Regions from separate parts of the Arabidopsis thaliana genome. Here region 2 is linked to region 1. Evidence: chromatin contacts called from public capture Hi-C data. All regions are on one chromosome and are shown on one strand. The core of a region is the stretch at or near the end of the contact, and the rest is flanking DNA. Distances in the headings are between cores, read along the strand shown. Region 1 holds the start of AT1G35320. Region 2 holds the start of AT1G35560 (TCP family transcription factor).

The links. Capture Hi-C pulls out chosen DNA fragments and counts their contacts.
Region 2: a contact with region 1 is called in a capture Hi-C map of seedling, with 2.2 times the contacts expected there. A contact is called at or near these places in 1 of 26 Hi-C or Micro-C datasets (root) and 1 of 3 other capture datasets (seedling).

The regions. Positions count from the first base shown.
Region 1 is chr1:12,960,421-12,966,320 of TAIR10.1, forward strand. It overlaps AT1G35320, which reads right to left and starts at 2,433. Exons shown (of 8, transcript NM_103229.6): 1 at 2,343-2,433; 2 at 1,180-1,263; 3 at 720-899; 4 at 474-607; 5 at 261-379; 6 at 45-169. The coding sequence starts at 2,433. The coding sequence ends at 495. AT1G35330 (RING/U-box superfamily protein) reads left to right here and starts at 4,566. Exons shown (of 2, transcript NM_103230.2): 1 at 4,566-5,544; 2 at 5,629-5,693. The coding sequence starts at 4,623. The coding sequence ends at 5,693.
Region 2 is chr1:13,114,614-13,120,623 of TAIR10.1, forward strand. AT1G35560 (TCP family transcription factor) reads right to left here and starts at 2,622. Exons shown (of 1, transcript NM_103253.2): 1 at 1,213-2,622. The coding sequence starts at 2,511. The coding sequence ends at 1,486. It also overlaps the pseudogene AT1G35570.

The DNA.
Region 1 (5,900 bases), core at 1,183-3,682:
TGATTCTTGCTCAACAAGCAATCGACATGGCAGCTAGGGTATACCTTTCCTAGTGACGACAAAAAGTTCCGTGTCTTCCCTAACACTTCCTCTACCGGTATCCACCGTCGCTTGGTCTAATTATGCTCCGGGGTGACCAGAAACGCCTCCTAAAAACCTTAAGATGAAACTGCAATGTTCCTGACACTTAGTATTTTTCTGGGTTCAGGGAAACTGTGATTTTTCACTAACTTGTAAGTCATTTTGCGAATGGATCTTACCTTGGATCGTGAAAACGAAATTTGCTACTTTTTTCTCTCCTCAAGATCTTTCCAACGACACCAAACTCACGATCTGATTCTTTCAGATCCGTCGGGAAATAGATCTTTAAAACCTCTACCTGAAACTGCAAAGTTTCAGATACTTTGAAAAATATGGTTCTGAAAACTGTGACTAATCACCAATTTTAAACGCGATTTCCCGATCGATCTTACCTCCGATTTTAGATCCGAAAACTATTCTGAAAACTTGGGAACGAGATCTACGCAGAACCGTTGAGAACTCGCCCAAAATCCTTCAGACGTGACGGGAAACGGATCACCAATTCCACCACTTGAACTGTTTTCTTCTTTCACATATTTACACAAAAACCCAATAATTGAAGTTATGATCCATGAATCCACTTGCTAAGTGAAACAATTTCAGTAGTATAGTTCATAACCATGATAGGTTTTCCTTACCTAACAATCCGGTGATGAACGACGACGAAACCAACCACGTATAACAATCACGACCACAACGTGACGTCAACTCCGATGTCACAACGATGATGATAATGATGGCTGAGATTGAGATGAGAGATAAAGAAGAGATGGTGATGAAGAAGATGTAAATGGCTGCTGCTTGGTTGATGAGGAAGACTATATATACACATGTATGTATTAGGTTTTTGTTTCTAGTGGAATTGGGCCTTTGTCGGGCCTAAGTGAGGTTTGGGTCTCACAGAAACTAAAGTTGGTGCAAGGATCAATACGCGGCTCATTTGGGATGGGGTACTTTCCTATAAAGTGTATACCTCTGCATCAAATTTAAAGCCTAAGGCTATATATGTTGCTCTGATGGGTTCGGTTGTACGCATAATCAAGAAATTAAAAACAAAAGTTGAAACTTGGGACAAAGAACATTATCAGTATTACGTACCTTCATCACTTGCCCTACCGAAATTTATAAGGGAATTCATATTGTCCTCCACACGAGTGATGTTGTCGAAATCATACCCAATACCTACAACACCCGCCGAAATGAAGTTTAAGTCATGGCATAAATGCTATCTTTAAGAAATAAAGAAAAAAACGAAAATTATGTGGAGAATTGTTTTATCTAAACTAAGAGTAAGTGTTTAAAATACAATGTATTAATCTATTAAATAAGGGTTTTGTGCAAAAAAAACTTTCAAATCGCCATTTTTACAATTCTACCTTTCAAAAAATAAAAAATAATCGTATAAAGTATAAAATAATAAGTAATATAGGCTATTGCTGTAACTGAACATATATTGTAAACGTTTCACGATCACATATAAAAGTTTTTTAAAATTCTGAAGACCTAGATGAACTCATAATCTTGAAGGCTTTGATTTGATATATTATATATCAAAATTTTAAGTTTATATAGTACATATTATGCCTTCATCCATGCATACTATTTTATAGTCAAGACTCAAGAGATTATAATATTTTTGCTGAAGTAGTGGATCAGATCAAAGTGATATATTTTACACAAAGTGTGATCTCTTGTATATTATAATCACCCACGCTATACGCGAGAATCTAAAAGAAATGAGTTTGATATTGATGTCTGCTACGATGTATGCTTTGACCAAATGTAATATGTCTTCGTTTTTACAATAGTTAAAATAAGCCTCGTTTTAAAATACTTATTATCTCAGATTTCGTTTTTTTTTGTAATTCGGCAAATCAATATATTGATATCACAAAATGATTACATAATACATAAGCATCTCACAACAATCTTTTACGCAAATACATGAAATCGTTACAGTTTCGATGAAAGAGTAGAGAGTAACCATGCTATCTTTAAACTTATAGGCTAGCTAGCATATATAATATGTTATGTCCCTCTTTCACACACTTTTTATTGGCTATCAGCTTATAACAGAAACTCCAAAATGCCTTTGGCATTACTTTAAGTAGAAAATGTGGATTCAAAGTTGTAGGAGATGATTCTGGATCATATGTATGTTCTCGGAAAGATTCCACTATGTTCCTTAGGAAGACTGTTTGGTCCTTTTATCCATGTATATTTCCGATGCCACCAAAGTAAGTCTGAAAATAGTTTCAAACGAATAAAGGATTGGTAGAGAATCATCGAAACACCAGACGTCTCAATTGAGTCAATGTTGTAATTGCGACATAAACTAGTCCCTTGAACCATTGACGAGTTTTAGTGATGAGATTTTGACAGGAGTTTTGTCTCGTCTTCTTATAATCCGAAGACATCCTTGCTATCACTATATATATATCGACATTAGAAAATTAAAAAGTGTTCTACAAACTTAAGTATTTAACATTGAATATGTTTTTTCTTTTTTAATGCCTATGACTTCATATTATTGATCTGTATATTCGAAGATGCATGGTAAATTTGCAAAACCTTAAGACTTACAATAGTTTTTTTCCAGAAAACCCTTAAAATAAGTCTTCTTTATAATCTCTCTACCTAATCTTATAAGGGCACAATTGTGCTAGTTTTAATTAAAGTGGCAAGCTTACATAAAAGAGAATGACACAAAGGAAGTTCATAATATACTCACTAGAATGCAATCAATCTAAAAGCTGCCTACACAATTCATCATCACTTTGATTGATTGATTCATATGTGGTGTGTTTCTCTCTTCATTTAATTATTATATGTCTATGGACTCTAGTGCAAAGAATTTGGTATCTCTCTCACTCAAGTTAGCCAATATTTAAACGCATTTATAGGTCACTGATCATATTTTTCATTAACAATTTTCGTATGAGGCTTCCAGAATTCCGAAACTCTAGGCGTAGATGTATATGCTAAAACTAGCATTAAGCTTAATGAAAAATGAAAATTCCGGAGCAAGCCATTTACAAAAACCAAAATCAAAACAACGTACTAATAGCTCAACTAGTAAAGACTATTAGTTAAAATATAGAGATCGCCAATTCGAGTGGCACTTGGAAGGACCCCATATAAAATGATTTGTTTCCTATCCTGAGAGGATGTGCAGATCTAAACCCAGAACCTCTTAGTCAATCAAAATAAAAAAACCAATATCAAAGATAAATTAATCACAAAAGGTTCACTAATTATAATTCAAACACATAGATTAACAAAACATCATTGTTCAACAGCATAAGAGTTTTGTGCAAAAAAAATCTTTTGAACTTTGTCAATTTTTGTAACTATACTCCACATCTCTAGAAAATGCAGATCAATCTTACAAAGTAAAAAAATCATCGTAATATAACTCTTACATATATATTAAGGTAAATGTTTTCACACTCATCTACAATAAAATTGAAAAGTAGTTTAACTTCTTGTCGCGAAGGCTTCGAGTTAACATATTACTTATCAAAACTTTACAAACTTTGACGGTAACGAAATATATTATTATTTTTTATTTCATATGATTAATTTACATTTTTTGGAGATAGAAGATAAAAATTGACAGTTGAAAGATTTTTTGCCAAGATTTATCACACTATCTCTCTTCTTCAATCTCCTCCGGTTCTTCGTATTGCCTCTTAGAAACGGTTATTAAGGAACCCCATAGACGTGCTTTTTGGATCAGAAGGACCCTGACTCAGTCGGTGAAACCATACCAGCTGTTTAAAACCATGTTTATTCTCCAAAAATGAAACCATACCAGCTGTTTAAAACCATGTTTATACTCGACCAATCAGTTGAAAATACATAAATATCACAATATTGCCTTATCAAAACCATGTTTATTCTCCAAATTCAAACGGAACATTTGATGGTCTCTCGCGCACTAATACAACTCTTTGTCAATATTTTCTTCTCTTTTGTATTAAGATTATCTCTAACTTTTTCTAGTTGTAATCTACCTTACTTTTCTTATATAAAACACTAGTGTAAGAGGATATACAAGAAACTTTCACTAGATAAAAAAAATTATTATATTTGTTCATAAAATTATAAAGGCAATATTCTTAGTGTGTTTCTGAATAATCATAATAAAAGGAATCCTTTTTCATTATTTTCTCTTGTTTGACCTCTCTTTTTCAACTTAATTAACCATCAGACGACTAAGAAATAATAGTCCAGTTGTTTAACCAACACGGTAGTTCAAGAGGGTGAGGCAAAGTGAGTTTGTACTTAAAACCTACGACCTCTTCAAAGTCAAAACTTTAGATGAACAAAGCCGAACCAATCATTAAGACTAAACAAAATGAAATATTCATACTTGATTATACAATTATTACTCCCTGTCACAATCAAACGTGTTAAGCACTTCACCGAAATAAATAATTTTTTATAATATGAAACATGGACTTCTTCCCTACCCTGGAACATGGAGTTCAAGAGATGATCCACAATTATAACATAGCCAAAAAGAAAAGCTTCTTCACATGATGACAATCGGGAAGAGTCCGATCTTGCTACATCATCATGTTATCTTCCTATTGTTGCTTGTTCTCCAAGTCAGTGGCCAGCATCAGCCTAGAACCACTGCTCCACCGTATATTGCCCAAAGACCAAATCAAGTACCCGCAGTAATCATTGCGATGCTTATGTTCACGCTCTTATTCAGCATGTTGGCTTGTTGTGTTTGTTATAAATACACAAACACATCTCCTCATGGAACCAGCTCTGATACCGAAGAGGGAGGTCATGGAGAAGTAGCGTTTACAAGGAGAACAAGCCGTGGACTTGGAAAGGATGTGATAAATTCGTTTCCTTCCTTTCTTTACTCACAAGTTAAAGGGCTAAAGATAGGCAAAGGCGGTGTGGAATGTGCGATCTGCCTGAATGAGTTTGAGGACGAGGAAACGCTGCGTTTAATGCCTCCTTGTAGCCATGCATTTCATGCTAGTTGCATTGATGTCTGGCTGTCTTCTCGGTCCACATGTCCAGTTTGCCGTGCAAGTCTCCCTCCCAAACCAGGCAGCGATCAAAACTCTTTGTATCCATTTATACGCCCACATGATAATCAAGATATGGATCTTGAAAATGTAACCGCGCGAAGAAGTGTATTGGAGTCTCCAGATGTACGTTTGCTAGATAGATTGTCATGGAGCAATAACACCGGGGCAAATACACCGCCTCGATCGAGGTCTACAGGGTTATCAAACTGGAGAATAACGGAGCTTTTGTTCCCAAGATCCCATTCGACTGGACATTCTCTAGTACCACGTGTAGAAAACCTTGACAGATTCACATTGCAGTTACCGGAAGAAGTACGAAGGCAACTGAGCCACATGAAGACGTTACCACAAGCTAGGAGTTCAAGAGAAGGCTATAGGAGTGGTAGCGTTGGAAGCGAGAGAAGAGGTTTTCCTTATGGACGCCGATATAATCGACGGAACATTTCTCTTTCTTTCTCTTTCTCTTTTCAAACAACCTCTCTTCAATCAGGAAAAGGCAAGGAAAAAGAGTTTGGTGAAGGGTCATTTGATCGCCTTAAGGCAGAGATGGTCTAATCTAAATGTGTTGACTATATTAAGTTTTCTTACTGACAAGGTTAGATTATAAGAACGATTGGTGTGTCTTAACCATGAAAAAATATATATGTAGGTTTGTATAATGTGTGTAGAAACTATAGCACAAGAGTGCCTATCCGATATAGTCAACTATATTGTACAGTTTCTTTATGAATCAAAGGTTTGGCAACTTTGGCTTTTAATGCA
Region 2 (6,010 bases), core at 1,372-3,871, 150 kb after region 1:
AATAACCAAAACACATGACTACAGAATAGTTAACGACTGATATCGGCTTTTAGTGGTTCCGTAATCACATTTTAACGTCATGTCAAAATTGGTCTGATCAACGCAATTTCATGTTTAATATGGCAGTCAACATTTAGTTGATATTTAAAATAGCTTACTATGAAATTCCTATATAAAATGGCCATTTTTTTAAAGTTGAATGATTACATGACATTTTTCCCGAAGAGAATGTTGAGAGTGATTTTATTTTTTGTCATCAGATATTATTTAGAGTTCAGATGAACCAAGATTGCGGAAAATTGTTTATATAGGTAATATGTAGCGGTTTGACACGAATTTTTCTTGCCAAATACTCCGCTTTGACATTGGTAATACGAGAGAAAGATAAATAAAAAATATGAAATAGTCAATACACGAATTAATAAAAGACAGAAGTTAGGATAAGTAATATTTTTATATTTGCATGTTAACGTTTTCTAAAATATTACTGATACACGTATTCTAGCAATTGTAATTGGTCAGAATTATGTAACAAGTCTTATGTTAATATGTAACTTGCTAAAGCTTAAGTTAGGAGCATGCTTCTACATCCCATATATGATAGATATATAAATCACAAGTAAAATAAATCATATTCTTTCTTCTTGACATGATAACATATTATTTCTAATATATTTTAAATATATTAAAAATAGTAAATATATAAAAATCCCAATAAACCATCTATTATATACACTTCCGAAATCAAATCCAATATTTTTTTTAAACTATATCAACTAACTTGAAAATATCAATTATCAAAATATATATCCGGGCTAACCCCTAGTCACATTAAAAACGGCATTTCGCCTGATTACCCGTCCAGCCTATTTTTCAAACACATTGGAATTTACTGTGGCATAGGAGTTCTCTCTGACGTGTCCATGTTGCTCCACAAGTGGACAATTTTTTGGTAGATACTACAAAAGTATGATAGACAAAATACGAATTTTAAAAGAGAATTAATATATAAATCTAAAAACCCATTTGTATCCAAACATGTGGTGCTCATGCACCCAATAAAGTTTATCACTACAGTCTACACCATATAATTTTTTATTTATATTCGTTAGCTTTTTACGAACTGCAATCAATTCGAAATATTTGAAATATATGAGCGGTCAAAGAAGGTGTATTCAATTATACCCTTCAACAAAAGAGAAAAGGCATTCTGATAAATATTTAATTTATTCTTTTGTCCATTATGTTACACATAGAGATTCAACTATATTTCCTTTAAGTGACATGCTTTTGCATCGAATAAAAAGAGTTGCAAAACTCGTTAATTATTATGCAACCAAAACAATAAATCCATTTTCTTAAATAACAATTTGGCAATCCCGAAAAGCCAACCCTAAAACCCATATTAACATTGGAGTCCTCAACAAAAGTTGCAATAAATCACACATTCACACTTTTTAAAAACCAAAGAAATCATGAAGTCTTTCAAGGAGAACCATCTATAGTAGGATTTTGGTCTCTAGTAGCATGATCACTCACTTGATGTTGAGGCTTTTGCTCAAGACTCATTCCGAGACCAACCCGACCACCGTCTCCTCCTCCGCCGGAAAATAGCCCCAAATTGTTATTTTCTGCAACACCTAACCCTAACTGTTGACCTCCCACTAACATAGACCCTAGCTGAACCGACCCGATTCGACCCGGGTAATGACCCGGATTAAACGCCCACATGTGCTGTGATGGATCCTGAACGTTAGCCGGACCTCCTCCTCCTCCGACTGGTAACATCCAAAAAGCACTACCTCCGTTTGTGGAGGCTGGCGTTGGCGCTAGTGCCCACATCGGCGGTATCATATTTTGTGTTCTTGACCGGGTCGAACCCGGATCTTGATCAGGAGCTTCGGATCCCGGTTTAGGTGATCTTGAACCGGGTTCTTGATCTAGAAAATTAGGATCTTTAAAAAGATCTTCTTCACGGAATGTTTTGGGAAGAGAAGAAGAAGAAGAATCTGTCGTGATATGATGAGGATGATAAAGCTGTTGCTGGAACCCAAAAACGGCAGCGTTTTGAGCCGCTCTTCCCATGTGGAAAGATTTAGACAGTGGAGCTGAAAGAGTAGAGCCACTGCTTCGAAGAGAGATGTTCAAAGTAGAGATATTCGCCGGTATGGTTCCAGTTCCGGTGGCTGCGATGATAGCTGGCTCCGCTTGTTGGAGCAGCCACTCTATAGTCTCGCCGTCCGATTTGTGTTGTAACTCACGTGTTAGTTGGAAGACACGTGCTGCGCAGATAGCCGGCATACGTATCCTCCGGCCACGTCCGTCTACTTTGATGTGACGGTCCTTGGACGGTCGTTTTGCGGGTGTTTTAGCGGCGGTGACGGTGGTGGTAGTGGAGTTTGGAGCAGTGGTGGTTAATGAGACTGAACCGGAGATTGGTCCCATGGATGGGACCAGATGGGCCGAACCAGTGGTGTTGTTGTTGCTCTGGTTGTTGTTGTGGGACTCCATATTGCTTATAAAATTTATAAATTATGGGGAAAAAAACACACAAGAAAATGGAATAAACAAACAAACAAACTTGTACTGAATTTTTACTTATAACCTATAAATTCTTGGAGTATTTTTTTTTTCTGGTGGGGCTATGAGTTTGTGTTGACTGTTGTTTACTTGTTTGGAGAAAGAGAGAGTGAGAGGAAGAAGATGAAGCAGCTTGTAGAAAAGAGAGAGAGACTTTCACTTTCTTTTTCTTTTGTGTTTTATTTTCATTTGTAGTCCCACTAGGTTTTTGTAGTAGAGAGTAGAGACCAATATTTGCTGTTTCCACACCAAATGATCACTTAACCTTTTTTTGTTTGGTTATTATCACACTTACTATATTGTAGTATAAAAATAATTATGCGCCGAATGTATTGAATTTTGGTCTAACTTTGTGAGACTAAAACTATTTTTAGCAATGGACTATGAAAAGTTTGGAAGTGTTTTACATGATTGAAAAAGGTGTGGATTGTCTAAGATTATAATTTTGGGGCATTTTTGTTGCAATCTTTAGATTGTAGGGATCTATTTGTTGGTTTCCTTATAAAGTTTGGCTTTTAGGTTGGATTTTGCATGGGTGGGAAACGTTGAATGTTCTATGGGGGAAAAGAAAAAAACTAATCACTAATCATAGAGCCAATTTACACCCAATATAATAGTGTTTTAATATTATTTATTTTTTTAATAATTTACTGATAATAACACAAATGTCTCTTTCTTTGATTCTCTATTTTGTCTTTGTTATCCGAATTTGATGAAAGACTTGTTGAGAGATAAGGACCACTGTTTTTATTAACGATGATACTAATAATTGAAGACTATATATAAAGGCTTCAATTCTTTTCCCATCTGCCAAATTAGCACCCACAGACATAGGTTATATATAACTAATCATCTCAACTACAATTTTTCTCAACGAAACCTATACATCTCATTCTAGATGTGAAAACTGTCTAAGAATAGTCCAATTTCAGCCTACTATGTTATATGCACATGTATCAGGGTGTTAACAAAGTATTCGAAATCAAAAAGTTTTAAGGAAAATAATTATGCAAGCGTAGTAAATCAATTAGTTTATTGATATTCACGTTGCTCTTAGTGATTAACCATGTATGTATAATCATATTAGTATTAATGCCTATTAACTGATTTATTGCAATATTTTAATTCATAATTGAATATTTAGACTGTATTATTGTTTCATTTTTTATATCAATTAAATTCCTTTATTAGGTTTTATGTTTTTATCAATCCAAAACCATATAATATATTATATTGCTAGCTATACCATTCGGAATCTTAATTTGGACACGAGCTTGAGCTTTTTGGCTGTTCTTAATGTAAGTTACATGTACGCACCGTGAGCTAAATTATAGATAACAATGAAAGTGAAACCAAACCACTATAAAAAAAACTTTATATTTGAACAGTATATTTTATATAATTTATATATATATATATATATATATATGCAATTATATTTTGAACTGTATATATAATCTCTCTTATTTTTTATTTTCCTGAAAAATAATTGTTGAGACAGATGCACGTGTAAGCATTAGCAGTGAAAGAAAACAGTAAAACAGTCAGAGATAGTTGAAGAAGTACAAGAAGCGAGTGATAAAAAAACGTGATGTTTGGTCTGAAACTCTGGATCCTCCCACGGTCCATTGTCTTGTCTCTGTTCTCTCCAAAAAGTGAAAATGTTCATTTACAAGACCATATAGTATGTAGCCTTGTTCAAGATTCTGTTAGAGCACCTTCATTGGATGGAGACTCATTGAGTATCTAAGAAATAAACTATTAATATTTTTTTATATACATTTATTTTTAAATAAATTATTTTAATTGCTTAAAAAAGTATAAAAGTATCAACCAATTAATGTTTTAAATGTGTAGGCAAGACGTTAAAAATAAAATAAAATGGTGAGAGAGTGAAAGTGTTAATCACTCTTCGACCATATATATCTCTAAAATGGTGCTTTTAAATTGTTTTAGAATCATCTACTGCCTAAAAAGCCCATGCTTTACAGGTTTTAGCTTTGGGTTGGTCTTGTGTGTAGGTATGATCTCATGAGTTCTCATCCAAAAAACAATTCTACTCTCTTTCATTCCCTTTAATTTCACTCATCCCATTTTACATTTCTTGTAAAAAGTTTCCTCAACCTTTCACTTCTCTTTGATACCACCTAGATACATAGAATCTCGTATTTCTATAATCTTGTGATATACATCGTACTTTTTTTTTTTTTTTTTTTAATGTAATGTTAAATTAAATCCAAAAAAAAAATAGCGTTTTTACATCTATGTGCAACATTTTGTTGAAAAAACTGGAGCAAAAACTAGAATACAATCTAAAAATTGTTTCTCATTCTCTCATCGCAAACCAAGCTTGTAAGCCCTTGTCATATCTCTTATCTCCACTTGCTTTGATCGAACAAAGCTGGTTCCGAGTTTGTTTGTCTATTCATTTGATTAAAAGAGCTGCTGAGTTTGGTTTCTCTCCATGATTCCTTCCGTTCCTTTCGCGCCAAATGGTGTGTACCGTGGCTTGAAAGAGATATCGCGCAAAGAAACTGTCAAGCGGTGTCATCCAAGAGCCGGAGATGGCTTGTATCAGGTCTTGCCAATGTGTAGAAAATCTGTCTCCATAGATTCCTCTTGCTAAGTTACTCCAAACTATCGAAGCAAAGTCACAGGAGAAGAAGAGATGATCCCGGGTTTCGGGAGCGTTGTGACATAGCACACAAGCGGCTGACTGACCTCCATTCCAATGAGTCATTCTGTCTCCTGTTGAGAGTCGGTTAAGAACTGCTAACCAAACACAAAAAGAGTACTTTGGCGTGGAATGACCAAACCAAACACCCTTATACCAATCAACGTCCATGGATATGGTCCGCATATGATTCAAGGTCTCTTTAGTCAAGAACTGTGGCTTATATACGTCATTTTTACCTTTCCAAAGAACAATGTCCTCATCCTCTGTTCTATCGTTTCTTTGTTGTAAGAGAGCTGTTTCTATGGCCTGAAGGTGAGTAGATCTGTGTCGTCTTTGTCTATAGCCTTCCCAAGCCTCTGCTACTGTTTTATGCTTACTTATTCCAAGATCAATTTGCCCCCGATCACCTACAACATCGTACTTCAATATTTCTTCCTCCGATAATTTTAGAATACTTTTTCAATGCTTTGTTTTTCCTTCTCTCATAGCATGTGACTAATATTGACAATCTTCTAACTCGTCTTTGCATGAAATGTTGTGGGAGACTCTTGTCTCAATGGTTCTTCCATAGTTAATTTTTCTGTTTCAGTTAAATGTATTTCAAATTTAGCTTTTAAATTTTGTTTGGGCATGTCTGTCTTCTGACTTTGTAAATAACTTTTTCGTTTCGAGGTAATATATATTCACAAGTTATAAAGAAAAAAAAAAAATGTTGACGATCTTACTCCGTTTTCAAATGTGTTAACAGCCACT